2 separate regions of the Mus musculus genome follow, and region 2 is linked to region 1. Evidence: chromatin contacts called from public HiChIP or PLAC-seq data. All regions are on one chromosome and are shown on one strand. The core of a region is the stretch at or near the end of the contact, and the rest is flanking DNA. Distances in the headings are between cores, read along the strand shown. Region 1 overlaps Nrp1 (neuropilin 1). Region 2 overlaps Nrp1 (neuropilin 1).

The links. HiChIP or PLAC-seq counts read pairs in DNA pulled down with a chosen protein or histone mark.
Region 2: a contact with region 1 is called in a BATF HiChIP or PLAC-seq map of CD8 T cells, with 7 read pairs. The contact joins two enhancer-like sites. A contact is called at or near these places in 1 of 15 datasets of contacts at CTCF or cohesin (CD8 T cells), 8 of 484 Hi-C or Micro-C datasets (ECoMG-derived neutrophils, bone marrow-derived macrophages, liver and 2 more) and 4 of 115 datasets of contacts at active chromatin or transcription factors (CD8 T cells, the HPC-7 cell line, regulatory T cells and 1 more).

Annotation. Positions count from the first base shown.
Region 1 is chr8:128,389,433-128,393,462 of GRCm38.p6, reverse strand. All of the region lies in intron 2 of Nrp1 (neuropilin 1), which reads right to left. Among named protein-coding and RNA genes, the nearest start is that of Mir1903, 32 kb to the right of the region's middle. Within about 2 kb of position 2,067, at least 39 of the 459 cell types and tissues checked have an H3K27ac peak or open chromatin away from gene starts, as enhancers often do. A contact at or near this core is called in CD8 T cells, bone marrow-derived macrophages and regulatory T cells, where this site is marked.
Region 2 is chr8:128,486,990-128,491,019 of GRCm38.p6, reverse strand. It overlaps Nrp1 (neuropilin 1), which reads right to left. Exons shown (of 17, transcript NM_008737.2): 12 at 3,064-3,123. Gm32643 (a long non-coding RNA gene) reads left to right here. Exons shown (of 7, transcript XR_003947627.1): 1 at 1-2,647. Among named protein-coding and RNA genes, the nearest start is that of Gm32643, 4.0 kb to the left of the region's middle. Within about 2 kb of position 2,314, at least 62 of the 459 cell types and tissues checked have an H3K27ac peak or open chromatin away from gene starts, as enhancers often do. A contact at or near this core is called in CD8 T cells, bone marrow-derived macrophages and regulatory T cells, where this site is marked.

The DNA of each region.
Region 1 (4,030 bases), core at 818-3,317:
CTTTTTTGGGGGGCTTTCTATTAAAAAAAACAATAACTAAAAGCTGCACCATCATCATTACACTGTAGAGGTAGGACTTTTCCACAGCAATGTAAATGGATTTCAATGTGCTTTATTTTGTTTTCCATCGCCATTGCTTTAGAATTAACTCTGAGAAAACCCAAAGAAATCACTGTCACTGTATATGAGAAATTTTACCAAATTAGAGCTTGGGGCATTATAACCTAGTCCCTGAGCCAGGACCACAGTTTTAAATCAGGTCCCACCCACTTGTGGGAGACAGACTGATTCTCCCCTCTCCTCTCTGGGCCTTTAGATCCCAACTCTCAGCCTGACTGAGTTGCTCCAAGGCCCTCTCCATTAACAACCCATGAAAACAGTCATGCTGAACTCTCGTTTGGTTCTGTCCTTTCCACAGAGAGACTCAGATTTGCCCACCACCATCTGCAGTGTGTTAGTGTTGGGCCAGGGATCTAAGCCAGACATTTTTCAAGTGTCCCACAGTTGTAATGGAATTGGAAATGCTTAGGTTTTCATCTTGAAAACGACTTCCTAAAGCCATCACTGTAAACACGTTATGGATCTGTTCTGAAGAAAAGCTGCCATGCCTTTGTGTTTATGAGGCAATGACTGCCAAGCAAAGGCCATAGGAAAGTGTGGCATATGAGAAGATGGCTTCCCTGTGGTTCAAACAGAGATGGAGGGAACTACCCCCTGAGTCACTGGAGTGACAGAAAAACTGAACCCCAATAAATCATCATTTGGCCTCTGGCACCACTCTCAAAGTATTGGGGAGAATGTGGGTTTTAGATAAAAATAAGGAAAAAGGATTTTTTTCATTGATGTTCCCCCACAAAATATTGTATTTGGAAGATTCAATATTAAATAGCTGTCCTATCAGTAGCTAAAATGAATTAAATACACAAACAAACCAAAACCTCCAGCAGTTTAAGGAAAATGACTAAAAGGTTGTCTACTGAACTAAACTCAAGGGTTAATAACAAGTAAAACTACCCAAGAACGAGTTTCTACAAGATACAGTCATCCACCGGCATGGTCTGAGTAGATGGGACTGGCCGGCAGGGTTCATTAATATGAGATCAGTGGTTAGGTTGGATTAGTTTGAGACTGGTGAGTTAGCTTGGCTTAGCATGGGTTTGGTATTTTCACTGGGTTAGTCCAGGTAGGCTGTTAGTGTAGATTGCAATAATACAACTTTCAGTACTAAATATCTTTGGCAACACTTTCCTAGTCAAAGGATAGAACAAGTTAGAAGTCTTTGAGGGTCATTGTTCCTGCTGGGTCCTTAGCTATCCCACTGAGGAGGGGACTAGCATTAGGCAGAAAGAACTACATGATGCTGGAAGCTGAAAGGCATCCTGACCTTCAGGCCTAGCAATAGATTTAATTGCTCAGGCACCTTTGTCTCCTTCCTTTTCAGCTAGTTTAAATAGAGTTATGAAAGGGCCTCTTTTATTGTTATCCTGCTCCTCCCACCCAGTTCAGTCTGGAACCATCCAGAATGGGCAGTACTTTGTCATAAAGATGGTATGATGTCTGTTTGCATCATAGGACTTCTGGATTCACAGGAGGCACTTGGAAGGACCTATCCTTCCAAGCTAGAACTGTTGGGACATGGCACAGTAGGCTTTCTCACCTTAAGGGACAGATAGCTGATACCCACATACCATGCAAGGCTTTGCACAGAGGGGCATTTGGCCAGAGTTATAGAGTTCCCAGAAGGCACTAGGACACCACACCCCAGTAAGATCAGCAGCATGCAATTTAAACAAAGAAAAGGTTCTTTTCACTCAGCACTTCGCATACTCTACACACAGATCTTTTTTCCTGGTGCCATGTAATTTGTGACAAGTTTAGTAAGACTGTGGCCTGACTAGGCACAGCAGCATACAGAGGGGAAGTGCCTCACTTGATCCTGGTTTCTACAACCCACAAGCTGTGAGTCTCTTGTTTTTGTAGGACATTGTGGTGGCTTGAATGAACTCTGTCTCCCACTGGCTCCAGTATTTGAACACTTGGTTTCCAGTCGATGGTGTTGTTTTTCAAGGTAGTGCAACCTTGCCGGAGGAAGCACACCACTGAGGTTGGGCTTTGACAGTTCACTACTTCACCCCACATTCTGTTTTCTCTCTCTGCTTGGTGTTTCAGGTTGAAGATATGATCTCTCAGCTTCCTGTTATAGCTACATTCGGCCAACTCCCTCAACTCTCTTTATGGACTCTTCCTCTGGAGTCATGAGCCAAAATAGACTGTTCCATACATTGTCTTGGTCACAATGTTTTATCACAGCAGCAGAAAGTAGTCAATACATATGCAGACAGGGATGATTCTGCAACATTACTTGGGACTTTGTGAATTTTACTTCCTGCCTCTTTTGTCAGGTGTTCTAAGAAAATGACTCTTCCTTCAAGCCATGGAGTTTGAGGGTGGAGATTTGCTGACCATACCCTGGTGATTTGCTGAGATCTTGTACTAGGTATTTCTCCATGGCCTTAGGTGTCCTAATCTTTGTGATTGCTGGAGTATTGTAGTCATCTGGGATATGTCCTCATAGCCCTAGGTACCTGTCCCCTTGGTGATTACTGGGGTATTGCAATCAGCTGGGATATGTCCTCATACCCCTAGGAAATCAGATTCTTTTTTTGTTCTTAAAAAAATGTTTCTTGGAGCTTTTCTCTTAGGAAACTGGTGCCATGTTTTCTGTTGATCATACAAATCAACTATTTTCAGTGAAATTATTTGCCAGATCTCCTGCCCTTGTGCCCAATTTAATCCCAACAACACACACCCATATTATTTGAAGACCTTGAGATTCTCAGGACACTTTTTCAGTTGGTGAAAGGTTACTTCTAAGACAACATCATCTTATCTCACTAGCAGCATATGGAACACACATTAAATTTATTTCTCCCCTAGATGAGTGGGGACTCCTTGTACAATGGCCTTATAGTCTCTGCTTCACTGGGACTTATCTATCACCCGGGCAACATGGGCTTCAGGGATGTAAAGAATGGATGTACACAGCTGGCTCCCAGCCCCCATATTGTCTTAGGCCCATTCCTCACAACCCACTCTGGAACCTGAGAAATGCTTCATGAATTTTCAGCTTGAAACTGAAAGGCCCACTGACAGTATATAATGCCTGAGCTACCAACATCTCCCTGTGCTTCTGTCTTGCAACAAACTTTTGAGGATTAAGGCTTATATTTATTCACAGTCCACTAGGCACACTGTAGACTCCATATAGACACAGCTCCTACATTATCCTAGGTATGAGTTGGAATATATCTAGAATCTAAGTTCCCTATTCTTTAAACTAAACAAAACCACCCTCTGCCACAGCTATTACCATCACTGTTATTGACGTCTGCTACTCATTGAACAGTCCCTTGTGCTGGGAATTTCTCTAGGCACTCTTGCTGAATGATCTCATGTTTTAAATTTTTTATTTATGATTTATTTTTATTTTTTATGTGTATGGGTGTTTTGCTGCATGTATAGCTGTGTTCCATGTGCATGCCTGGTGCCAGAAGACAGTGTCAGATCTCCTAAGACTGGAGTAACAGATCTTGTGAGCTACCGTGTGGGTAGCTAGATATTGAAAATGGGTCTTCTTGCAGAGCAGCCAGTGCTACTAACCACTGAGATTTCTCTTCAGCCCCTGAATAATCTCATTTTATATTCCAGTCACCTCAAAAGCCAGGTACTATATTTAGCACCACCTTGAAAGCAAAAGGGCTTTGGGGTGTTCCATGTCCCACAGTCTCAGCATGAGCAACTCATGGTTTGGGCTCTGAAAACCATACCATACTTCAACTGAACCTGCATTACCTTCTCCTCACAGTAGTGACAACCTGCACCGAAGAGTCACCCCTCCTTCCACAGCCCCAGTCCTCCTAAGCAGGACTATCAGTCCAGAACGATAGATACAGCACACTTACTGTGGGACAGACTGCTGCAGGTTCCTTAGTCCCTTCTGTTCACCAGAAATGTCTCTAATCCTTGCCCA
Region 2 (4,030 bases), core at 1,065-3,564, 97 kb before region 1:
CATATGAACTTAGCATTTTAGAAATGGCCAAAAAATTAAAAAAAAAACAAATCAATGCATTTCAGTGGGGCTGGGATCTGGATTGTAGAATTCAGTGCTGACAATTCACCTTGGATATGAAGGTGACCAATCATCCAAAGTATCAACAGACATTTGTAGAGGGAAAAACAAACAAATAAAACCAAAAACAAACAAAAAACAAAAAGCCAAAAAGCTGCATAAGGATCAGGAAAGAAGAAGAAAAAGACAGAGAAAGAAGAGAAGAAAGTTGAGTAGAGGAAAGATATGAAGATGCAGGGACCCTGATGGCTAAGCTTTTAAATTATTACTCAGGCCCTGGAGTTGTGCACAGTTCTCATTAAATTCAATAGTAATAATTGGACTAAATCCCTTCTTAAAAATAGCAGGAAACAATATTCTGAACTTAAAACAAATTTATGGCCTCTGTGAGCAAATGCCAGCTGTGCTGCTGAAAGGATCTTGCCTGCAGTTGGGTCATTAAGCACAGGATGTGAGCAAGGATTTAATTTTCAAGTCGAGGTTCCTATCTAGTATGATCACTGCTTGGTTATCAGCTGGTCCTAAAGTCCAAGCAAGAGGGATATGGAAGCCCACACAATCATAAGTCACCAACATACTGTGAGCTGCTGTGAGGATGTGGAAAGACCCTCAGAGGGTCAAAGTCCTTTGTAAAGAGAACTGCATTAAACAGAGGGGTCTGTCCAAGCATGAATACCCTTTTATGCCTCTAATGACAGCAACCTAGGCAGTATATGGATATTGTATTCCTGCTGAGTTTCTTGTATTGATCAGAATCCTCAAGATAAATTTCTCTCCTCTATGTGTGTGTGTGTGTATGCACATGTTCATGTATGTGTGTATATCTATGTGTAAGTCAGAGGTCAATTTCAAATGTTATTCTTCAGGCACCATCCATCTTGTGTTTTGTGATTGGCTCTCACTGGGGCCTGGAACTTGCCATGTAGGCCAAGCCTGCTAGTCAGTGAGCCATGGCGATCTGCCTGTCTCTATCTCTGAGCATGCTCCATATACTCTGCTTTTGTGTGGATTCTGATGATGGAACTCAGGAATTCATGCTTGCACAGCAGGGGTAAGTGCTTGCATACACTTACTGAGATACCCACTCAGTTCTTAAAACAGAATCTTAAGATTTTGCTTAGTTTGTAACTGCTCAGGTAAACAGAATTTTGATGAAGACATAGGGTCTGTCTGAGGCCATCTGTGAAGTGTGAGAGGCCTGTAATGCATCAAGTTTTAGGTGTGGTCAGCCTCACCTTGAGCTAGACCTCTGTCTGGAAGCACATTCCATCTCTGTGAGGCCCATGCAGTGACCTAACCAGAAGGTTGCAGTGAACAGATAGCTTTTAAAGGTCAACAGTTCATGACCCTCCAGTGAGGAGCTGAAGACCAGATTTATAACTCAGACAATGGAATAAACAGGAAACCATATAGACATTGTCTATCTCTATGATCAGCCAGGCTGTTAGAACCAGTCTTTGTCTAGATGGTGGTAGTAACAAATCTTATGGATTCATGCGCTGTACACCTGCCCTCTGACTTTGGTGAATGCTAAGATTGGGCTGACAGCCCCTTGTTTATAAGACCTTCACAAGCATGACCAAGAGGTCCTGTTGAAAGCAAATGTGTTATCAAAACCTCTCCTGGTGTGGTCACCATGACTCTCACTTTCATGCTTTTTGAAGATAGCCATGCTCGTTTAATAGAGGAGATGAGAGACTAACGAAGCAGTAGAGAGACTACTTCAGGGTGCTTCTAATCACTTCTGGCAAGAAAAGAAACTAGATGAGCAACTAAAATGTACATGGCGTCATCACAACTTCATATACTCCCTTCATCCTCTTCTGATAGAGGGCCAAAGACAGTATATTGAGAGTCATAGTCCTACAGCTTCACCCCCACAGAGAAGCCCCATTTGCAGACCAGGGCCGTCCTCCTGGTAACAGACAGGGAAGAGTAAAATATCTGCAGACAGACACTGTGACTAAAGTCAAATTACAACAGGTATGAGCAGGAACACAGCATTTGGGGGATTTCCTTTGCCTAACGTCTGAGGGGTTTGGGATGCGGGAGCAAGCGTTTTGTCAGCTGAACTCCTGAAAACTGGGGGAAAGTTCCAAAGAAGTTTGTCTTACAGTTTAATTAGGTCAATGGTAACAGTGGCCTTTAAGGAAGCATGCTAATTAGGGAAGTCCTTTCTAGTCCTCTGTGAGGCAGTCAGTGTGGAGGAAACACCGATACACACCACACGGTCCATTAATAAATGACTGCAGAGGCCAAGGCTGAGTGAACTTCAATAAAGGAAATGGAAGAATCTGGGAAGCTGACCCTCTCACCTTCCTCTAATGATTAACTCTAAAGTATTTAAAAAAAAAAAAAAAACCTCTGGTTGCTTATACAACTGCTTCCCTTCATGTGAGTCTGTGGGGAAGAATGTCACAGAATACTAACAGAAAACAAAAGAGGGCAGCCTTTGATAACCCGCACGCACGGTTGGGCGGACAGAGTCCTTGGGTTTTCCTCTGAGCTAAAGGATAAGGGGGATGCTCCCAGGGTGTTTCTCAGCCCGGGCACAGTGTAAACCTTGGTTTCCTGAGCCAGTCTTGTGGTAAGTGCTGTTGTAAAACTGCCAACTCTGTGGCAGGCACAACAGACAAACTTTGCGCTTCTTGATTTTGCAGAATGGTGATGAAAATAAATAGTTAGGCTGTGGCTTGTGAGATTTCTTTCCTTCTTCTAGTTTGCAAACACAGGCCACATCAGAGCTGTGCTGTAATTAAACAAAGTATGTCTCTCAATTCCCTGGGGGGAGGGGGGTAGCTGGGACATGTCATTCAGCAATGACTGATGAGGAAGGGAACCCTGTTCATTGGGGCTTACTGGGTACCAAAAGCATGTGGCTTTTACAGCTTTGCTGTTCTCCTAGGCCTTTAGAGCAACTGAAGCCAGGAAGCTCAGTGATGCTATTTTGGTAAGTGGGATTGGAAGGGGTACATGGAATATAGACACATTAGATTTTGATACCTGATTGGATGGTGCTGTCTATAATGGTTGGCTTCTCTGTGGCCAGGACAGTGGTGCCTCCTGAAAAATAAGAGCAGCGGCATACCAAAATAAGAAAACAGAGGCAGTGTGCAACAATGTTTCAAGCTCACATCTCTAGACATTTCTCACAGAAAACTCTTACTTTAGTTCCTTCCAGGACCAATCACATTTGACTGAATCTTAGTCTATCTAATTCAAACAACATTACCATAAGATTGTTTTAATTTTATGCATGCTATGTTTTGTGTATGTTTACATGTGTGTGAAGATTTGCATTAAGTGTGCAGGAGCATGTGCATGTGGATGTTAGAAGATAATCTGCGGTGTCATGTCAGAAATATCACTTGGCTCCTTTGAAACAGGGTTACACAAGTAGGCTAGATTGGCTGGCTAGTGAGTCCCAGGGACCCATTATCTACCTACAAGCTTGTACTATACTCAGCTTTGTGTGTGTGTGTGTGTGTGTGTGTGTGTGTGTGTGTGTGTGTGTGTATTCTAGGGGCTGACTTCAGGTCCTTAGGCTTGACAGGAAGCCCCTTATCAACTGATCCATAGTCCCAACTCTAACAGCTTTACTTAAAAAAAAAAAAAACCTTACACATTTGCTTTACAATTTTTTAAATGAACAAATAAAGATTTTCTCTATGTTGTACAATATCACACATACACACTAATGTGCTAATTAGCAAATGCATTACCTGCACCTCTCTTCTTTACTGGTTATGGTAGTGAAAACTCTCATAGTGATTTTCAAGTATGCCTTATATCCTAGCATGTTTTATCATAAAGCATCCAGAAGGCATGAGGAGTTGGGGACTTTATGCTAGGGCTAAATGCAGCATTCTGTTTCAACAGTGAAATGCCAGGGCTCTACCCTTCTCACTGACTTAAGTATTAAACTTGACCTATACCTTGAAGCATCCAATAGTTTCTAGAGTTTGAAAAG